2 separate regions of the Mus musculus genome follow, and region 1 is linked to region 2. The links are chromatin contacts, called in public HiChIP or PLAC-seq maps. All regions are on one chromosome and are shown on one strand. The core of a region is the stretch at or near the end of the contact, and the rest is flanking DNA. Distances in the headings are between cores, read along the strand shown.

The links. HiChIP or PLAC-seq counts read pairs in DNA pulled down with a chosen protein or histone mark.
Region 1: a contact with region 2 is called in an H3K27ac HiChIP or PLAC-seq map of heart atrium, with 5 read pairs. The contact joins two enhancer-like sites. A contact is called at or near these places in 1 of 15 datasets of contacts at CTCF or cohesin (the NIH/3T3 cell line), 9 of 484 Hi-C or Micro-C datasets (bone marrow-derived macrophages, cerebral cortex, cumulus cells and 5 more) and 3 of 115 datasets of contacts at active chromatin or transcription factors (CD8 T cells, heart atrium and large pre-B cells).

The regions. Positions count from the first base shown.
Region 1 is chr14:47,008,589-47,013,219 of GRCm38.p6, reverse strand. All of the region lies in intron 2 of Samd4 (sterile alpha motif domain containing 4), which reads right to left. Among named protein-coding and RNA genes, the nearest start is that of Gm52121, 2.8 kb to the right of the region's middle. Within about 2 kb of position 1,914, at least 42 of the 459 cell types and tissues checked have an H3K27ac peak or open chromatin away from gene starts, as enhancers often do. A contact at or near this core is called in heart atrium, where this site is marked.
Region 2 is chr14:46,900,886-46,905,013 of GRCm38.p6, reverse strand. All of the region lies in intron 2 of Samd4 (sterile alpha motif domain containing 4), which reads right to left. Among named protein-coding and RNA genes, the nearest start is that of Samd4, 20 kb to the right of the region's middle. Within about 2 kb of position 2,088, at least 11 of the 459 cell types and tissues checked have an H3K27ac peak or open chromatin away from gene starts, as enhancers often do. A contact at or near this core is called in heart atrium, where this site is marked.

The sequences.
Region 1 (4,631 bases), core at 665-3,164, 110 kb before region 2:
TTGAGTGGGAAGATTTAAGAATCAGGTAAACCTAGGCTCAAGTTGTTTTTTGCCACCACGTACTTAGGAGATATTGAGGAAGTTACCCAATCTTGCCGAGCCTCTCACCCATGGAGCAAGGATCACAAGTGCCTCATATCTTCCTTGTAAGACAAAGAAAGAACAACTAGTTGTGATGTTACTATATCTAGTAGCAATTAGCTAAATTGTCAGAGAGCTAGGACCGCCCTTCTAACAATAAGAAGCGAGACTGGACTCTCTTCATGTGGGGGTTTCTGGGATGCCAAAGAGTCACTGTGTGAAGCAGAAGCTACTAACCTGAAGACGGAGGAAGACTACAGAGAAGAAGTGGGAAGCCAGGATCATGAAAGGTACAGAAGAGTTGTGGTAGAAGTGTCTAGAATCCTAATCCTGTTCCCAGGATTTGGGGATGAGAGATGAAGGATAAGGGTTGGGAATAGGGTGGAGAGTGGGGTGTCTGAATACTGCTAGACACCCCACTAATAATACCAGATATAATACTAGCAGCACAGATAATTAGTAAAATAACATGAGCCATGTACAGTACCTGCAACTTTGCAGTAGTCAAATTACAAAAAAGCAACAAGCTACTTGATTTAGGCCAACACTAAAATATCATTTCAACTGGTAGTCATTACAGATCACTAGGGAGACAGACATGTATCCCTCTTCAGACTTGAGTTAAATTTTGGAAATCCAGGGCTTATGTTATCACCGACACACCTGCACTTGAGTGAGCCGTGTTACCCTGCCCATGGCTAGTGAGCAGCTCGGCACAGGCTAAAGACATTCTAATGGAGGAGAAGGGCATGAGACAGGTGACCTCGAGAGGTCCTTCCTACCTCTCTGACAATTTAGCTAATTGCCACTAGGTTTAATATCTATCTGATTGCCACCAGATGTAAGAATATCACGTGTCTCACTAGTCAGAGCCTATCTTTTAAAGGGGTCTGGGAAATGAACAAAAACTCATCATAATAGCTCCATCCCTTTGTCTGCAAAGACTGGGCACCATTTTCTGGCTTTTTTTTTTTTTCCTTTTCTTTTCTTGAAGTCTGAGGTATTTTTCACTTATTTGTTTGGAGACAAAGTCTCATTATGTGGTTCCTTCTGGCCTCTAGCTCACAGCAATCCTTTCGCATCAGTCTCTGCTAAGAAGGACAGACACGGGGCATGAGTCTGGCACGCTTCACATGATGGCTATATTTAGGAGGAAAAGAAACCTAGGCCGTCTGTCCAAGGGTCTCAAGAGTCCCAGGAAGGACACAAAAGGCCCAGAGGAAGAACAGACGTGTGTCATAAGCCAACAGTGAGCTGGGGCAGGTTGCAAGCACACATATCCTTACAATTAAATTCGGGAACCAAAAAATGCGTGAGGCTGAAGAATTTCCTAGACTCCTGCTAGGCCACTTCCCTGTTTAGATATTCTGCCCTCACAAAAGGTCGGTCTTAAAAAAAAATGTCAGGACAAAAATAAAACATAAATAGGACTCAGAGTGCTAGTGAGACAGGTTATCTCCAGCAAGCACTTTCTGCCAAGTATTAACCCAGGACTCTGAGGGAAGAGGCACAGCAGAGCCTGGGGATGAGAGGTCTCTGTCCCTTGTCCCTTCTAGGGCTGAAATAACACTATCCCCAGGAATAGCCGTCAGATGGTTTGAGGTTGTGGTGTGGCCAGGAAGACAACATGGTTTTTGCTTACCCCTCCTGGGAACTCAGCTCGAAGGCTGCTTTCTGAGGCTAGCCACACCTACTGGCTCAAACTTCTCTTGCTCTAGCTGTCACGCTGACAGCCAACAGTATTGAGTGGTTTCTGTGGGCCAGGCTCTCTTGTAAGCCCTGTGCATTTAATTACTCATTGAACGCTCTCAAGAAGCTTAGCGAGAGGGGGCGGGGTAGCAGAGCTCATAACTAGCCTTATTTCGCTGATGAGAGAGACAGAGACGTAGGTGGACCGACTAAGCTGCCATCGGTCCCTTGACTAGTGAAGAGGCAGCATGGAGGCAGGCAAACCAGCTTCAGCTACAGATGGTTATCACGCTAGAACCGCCATGAGCTAGATATTTTAGTATTTGTGGTATGCAGTCCTTACATCGACCTTGTGTAAATGCGTAGCTATAGTTACAAAAACTGGAAGGGAAGCCAAAGGAGCTTCGGAGACAATGGAGAGGATAGTTTTTGTGGTTTTGGGGTGCTAGTGGTTCCTTCTGACACCTGTCCTCCGAAGGGAAGCTCATCCTCTTCTCTGAGGTCTGGGGGCATGGTGGGGGGCGTGGTGTGGGCGCGTTTAGGGAGTCTCCTGAAGCAGTGTTGTGGAGATGGCACTGTGCAACTTTAGGGTTCAGGGTATAAAAGATGCAGCTCTTGCCTTGCTCTCTGCTCTTGGATGGTTCACTCTGAGGGAAGTCGGCAGTCCTACTGAGAGGTCATTCTTTGCCCGGTAGCAACCCAATGAGGGCATTCAGGTGAGGAGCCAAAGATGTCCTAATTAAGGTTAGTCTATTGCCATGATGGAACACCGTGAGCAGAGGCAGCTTGAGGAGGAAGTCAGGGCAGGAACTCGCACAAGGCAGGATCCTGGAGAGGCAGAAGCTGTGGAGGGGTGCTGCCTGCTTGCTTGCTTGTTCATGTGCTCGCTCACTCGTTTGCTCGCTCACTCGCTTGCTCGCTCACTCGCTTGCTCGCTCACTCGCTTGCTCGCTCACTCGCTTGCTCGCTCACTCGCTTGCTCGCTTGTTCTTTGTTTGTTTTAGACAGGGTTTCTCTGTGTAGCCCTGGCTGTCTGGGAACTCACTCTGTAGACCAAACAGGCCTCGAACTCAGAGATCCACCTGTCTCTGCCTCCCCAGTGTTGGTATTAGAGGTGTGTGCCACTACTAGCCAAAAGGCCTTTTCTTATTTGAGGCTCCCTCCTCTCTGGTGACTCTAGTTTGTTTAATATTGACATAAGATTCACCAGCACAGAGGTCCTCTGCCAATGTCCACATGCAAAGGAAATCTCAGCCCTGTTTAGAGTCTTCACATGACTAGAGCTCCAGACAGCATTCTGACGGACCCTGAGCCACAACCACACATTACAAGAGCCAAAGAAACAGTGTGTGATTACATATGTATTGTTCTAATCAGCCAAGCCTTGAGTAATTTGTTTCATGGCCAAAGGTAACTAATGTATAACCAAGTGCTGCTAAGGAAAAAAGGAAGCTTTAGCCATGTGGCTTTGAATGTCTGATCCATCTGACATTGCTGTTCCTATTCTGAAACAGACTCAGGTCCCTAACTTGCTGCTACTAAACTCTTCCTTGCCTCCCTCGCCTCCATTGCTTGCTCACCAGGAATGGTAGACCATGGGTTAGCTCCTTAAGTGCCTCCAGGGAAAGAATGCACTGACCATGGAGCCTGGAGCTACGCCCACATTAAGGGGCGAGATTTTTCGGGGCGACTTAGAAATTGGTTTCTGATTATAATTTGGCCTCCCGTGGTGGTCTGCCAGCAGAAGTTGTGGGCTGATTATCTGGATTTTCATTACATCCTGTCAACCACTGCTCCCCAAGTCAAATTACCAAGCCAGCATTGCAGAGTCTGCCTCCCTGCCTTCCAGACAGCACAAGTTAGCCTCTCAGCATGAGCGTCTGTGACGATAGTACAGGAGAGAACACCTCTACCATTGAGCCGAAGGCAGATCCTACACAAGGAGTCATGGGACATGCTAGCTACATTCCGCTAGATGCCCACCAGCCTTCTTTGGGGTGTCTATGTCCCTTAACCTATTCCTGACTCACCCCAGCATCAGCCTGTATGGAATGAGAACTAAACCTGGGAAACTAAAGTCCAATCCCCACGAGTTTTGATGATGCCAACCCATTTCTCCATCCTCTGAGTGCCTTCCTTGAGTAAGGAGCCCAGATGTGCAGGATATTTAATGTGGGGAAAAGTTAATGATTTACCGATTTTAATCCAGTGACATAAGAAGAGTGAAAGAAAAATGGAAAGTTATAGTTAAAGACCATGAGGATTAGTAAACTGTCCCACAATTCTCGGGGTGACAAGTTCAATCGTATGTCAGTGTTTAAAGCTGCAACTGTTAGTAAATCACTCTTAAATTGCTATCTTATTATACCCCTGTTTTCAGCTTAATAATGTTCACCATAAAGAGGCTTTCTCACAAGTGCATTTAGATAATCTGTTCATGCAAGAAATGGCCAGGAATTAAGTGCACACTTGCATGAAGAGCTGGCTAACTACATGTGCTTGCTACAAGGCAATAACACCAGTGGGAGTTGATAGGTAAATAGTCCTGGTTAGAATTTACATTACAAACCCAATCCTGGACACAGCAGAAACAGAAAGCTTCTAAGTTTAGTCCAACTCTGAAGTGACTCAAAAAAACAAAAACAAAAACAAAACAAACAAGCAAACAAAACTAATGATAACAGCAAGCATTTGATAGAGTATGCGCTGACACAGAGACACCCCCTCTCCCTGAAATCAAGACAAAAGCAGCAAATGCGGCATGCAAATGGTAGCCTCCTGTGTAGGTACCTTACTCTTGCCTTTTGTCTCCCAAGGTCTCTTCTTGAGCTGGGAGAATAATCTGGGTGACTTAGTGGGGG
Region 2 (4,128 bases), core at 839-3,338:
AGTCAGATTTTGTTACAGATGGTTGTGAGCCACCATGTGGTTGCTGGGATTTGAACTCCGGACCTTCGGAAGAGCAGTCGGGTGCTCTTACCCACTGAGCCATCTCACCAGCCCGAGAAACAACTTTTAATTGAAGCATTGCTTGATCCTAAAACTATATTTTTCTACCAATAAATAGCACACAAATTTTAAATTTCCAGACACCAGATATACATATACATATATATACAAATACATATATATATATGTTTTGTGTATGTATATATATATATATATATATATATATACACACATATATATCCTTGATGAAAGAAAATATATATGTGACAGAGAACTAATAAATTAACAAGAAACAAGTGAAAACTGTGACAGAAAAAAAAATGGAAGCATGAACACACTGAACCATAAAACATGGGAAATGCCGCTAAAAGGATCCAGTAAGGACACAAGTTTCAGCGAGACCTTTCATCCACAGCAGTCACTGTAGAAGACTGTGTCAGTGAGCCTCCTAAGTGTTCATGGGAGGATGCCAGGCCCAACCTTGCAAAAAGATATGTTGGCTAGCAAACCCAAATCCAAACGTATTAGGCTGCATGACCCAGAAAATGCACCTATAGATATATATTCTGAACTAATAACTGCTTTAAAAGATTTTTTTATTACAGCATTGTTAAAAATATAAAGAGGTAAATAAGCTGGAGGTCCAAGTCTACGGGTTTTGATTTAGTGAAAGTGGCCCTGTCATAAAACAGAATGCTACATGGTCATTTAAAATGTTATAGTTACAGAATTTACATCAGTCGTTAAAATACTAGACCTGTATGAGAGTCAAGGATAGTTTTGATCTAGTCTTCTCTAAACAATACATGTATATTCTATGCAGTATGTTCCCATGATCAGAGTATTGTGGACTTGACGGAAAGAGAAAAGATGTTTTACAACCTGAAGAACTATGCTGTTATCTCTTTTGTCAAATTTCTGCAGTAGAAATACAGTTCTTCCTCTAAGAATGTGGTTGTTAAAAACGAAACAAAATGAAACACCTTTCTACCCAGTTCTCTAGGATCTGATTTGTAACACTGATAAGACTGCTCCGTGTAGGAGACAGTGTAGCTAATACGTGTATCTTCTCTTAAACAGCTCCTGTGAACACATAAGCACACAGTAACAATTCTGAAAGAGGCCATGGATTTGAAGGAGAGTTAGGAGGGATCTGGTGCCAGCCTAGACCAGTGGTTCTCCACCTTCCTTTAAATCAGTTCCTCGTGTTGTGGTGACCCCCAACCATAAAATCATTTCATTGCTACTTTTATGACTGTAATTTTGCTACAGTTTAAAATCATAATACAAATATCTATGCTTTCCAATAGTCTTAGGTGACCCCTGTGAAGGAGTCTCAACCCACAGGTTGAGAACCACAGGTTTAGCGGGAGGAAAGGGAAGGGAGAAATGTAATTATAATCTCAATTTAAAAACAAAACAAAACATGGAAACAAGAGAACTATCTCACATGCCAAAACTCACTCGATCCATTTAACACTTAAAGTTCTTTATGCTATATTCATATTTAGTGTAAACCTAGAGCAGAACATTCTTTTCTAAATCAGAAAACATGGTAGTTGTGTGGCCAAGCAATTGGGTAGAGAGCATAATGGAAAGACCTTTTATTCCAAATCATTAAATTATGCCCAAGTTAAATAGTAGCCCTTACTGGTTGCCCAGTTCAGTCTCTCATGTCCCACTTTGTGCGCCTACTACAGGTAAAGCGTTCTGAAGATGCTTAACTCAACAGTGCCCCCTTCAACGCCACAGGTCTGAGATCTGAGATTAAAGGAAATTTCAATTCAAAGGGTTAATCAGAACAGTTGCTTAAACCTACAGCTCGGAAGAGAGTCGGCCCCTCTGTCTACTCCTGAAGACCCCGGTATTTTCCCCTCAGCTGTCACAAATGGTTGGAAAAGCTTTCTTTCCCACCATGACATGCATATGACATCACATTGTGGACCCGGAACTCAACACTGGAACACAACTTGCCAAAAGTGATGTCAGTCTAGTACATAATCGCAGTCCAATTGTAAAGTCAGGCAGCGTTTCATCTGATCAGCTTTTGGCGGAAGCAGGCCGACTGGAGCCACCTGTTACCGTATCTAGAACCAAGCCTCTCTTAGCAGCTCAACAACAAAATGCTATAAATATTCATTCCTAATGAAACTGCTCAAAGGTCACTTTTAAGGAGGAAGGGCTTTCAGTGGGACTGCTGATAACAAGCTGGCTATTTTTAGAGACTATACAGTCGAAAAGGCACTGTTATTGAAAACGGCATACTATACTACTGCAGTATACCATAGCAGTATACCATAGCAGTATACTATAGCAGTATACTATTGCTATACTGGTGGTAGAAATTAATCAAAAGCATCATGGCTAGCTATAGGATCCTTGAAACCTTTACATTTGATATGATGTGTAATATAACTGTGAAAACCAAAGCCATTTAAATTCTGCAAAAGACTCGCCTGAACAGGGGCACACCTTTTCAAAAGGTTTCTTGAAGTGTGAGTGTTACAAATACCCTCTTTAACCTCCTGTAAAAACAGCCTCGCTTTTCAACAGCTGTCAAAATAGATTCCAGTATCCATTTTACTCCAGAGTGTTGGGAGAAGATCTTAAAATTGCCAAGGAGTGTCAGGATGTGGGTGACTCCCTTTAAAATATTCTTCCAGCTACAGAGAGGTGGAAAAAGCACAGATCCATGACCCATCAAAGGGAAGACAAAGTGATCATGCCTAGTTACACAGCCTGGCCCTGTGTTCAGACCAGGTCAGGTATGTCCTTTATTGCAGACGTGTACCTCTGGGCCACCCACACCTAGGGACTTGGGGCAGTGCTATTCAGGGATGGAGTTGCCAGATTCAATAATGGAGTTACAGGCATTCCAGCTAACTTCACTTCACAGATGCACAATGAGTAATGTCTTTTGGTTTGAGTAGAATTATACCCTGATATTCATGGTGCATCTGCAGTTCAAGGTTGGCCAGGGTCCTGCCATTTCTCTGGCGATCACACAGAACAACACTGAGGCATACAAGCTCTGCCTCCCAGACCCAGTGCTCTGGCCATAGAAGCTCTGAGAGGCTAGCTAAATGCTTAATGTAACAACAGTTTAGTTTTCTCCTTTAAAAAATCCTTTCAAACTGTACAAAAGTTAACTCTGTAGTACAACTGACTCTACCTTTCCGGAAATTATCAATCCTCAGTCTTTGTCGCTTTACACTGGAGATACAGACTTCAGTCTGCAACCACTATGACGTCATTTCCTAACATGACCAAGGGGCTCCAACACAAGGATGCTGATAACTGATACCAGGACATGTCCTAGTGTGCAGTTCACATTCAAATGCAACACGCTCTTCTGATTCTGTTGTGGTCTTGCTTTCCCCATCCAAGGTTCAACCTAGAACCCTTAGGTTGCTCTTATTTGGCACATCTTGGCGGCACCGTAGCCACCCTACCAAGTGCACACCCATGATGTACAGAGGTGGAATGGGAAGGTCAGGGCACGGACAACAAAGTGCCTCTTTCTTTGTCTTAGGGAAACAATTCGGCTCTATTCAAGGACTGAGCTGCTAATGAATACCACACTCCACTCTAACTCAGAGTTCAGTGAAATTGCAAAAATGTTAAACACTGGAGAGCGTCTTCCTCCTTCAGGGGGAAAGTAAGAGAGAGGCTTTAAAAAAGCAACAGATATTCTCAACCAACTCTTGCTGGTAAGTGTATGGAGCTAAGTATATACACGTTATACTGACTATCACCTCAGCAGCCGGACACTGAACATCTGAACCACATGAGACTCGAGTTTGACCTTACTGTTCCGGGTTTTAGAGTTTTAACTAAGCTCAAATCATCGGCAAATGCCACAAAAATCTTGAAAATGTGCTAGCATCGCTCATTCTGCCCCCAACAGGAATGTGAAGAGAGAGAGGCCCTGTTTAAACAACAACAAAGAATTCTGACAAGGAACCTCATGCTCTTCCAACCTTCAAAGGAGAGGGCACAGGTAGCAATAATACCAAAGAGTAATAAGAGAGACACAATTATTTTCTCATTTAGCTGAAGTATGCAAGA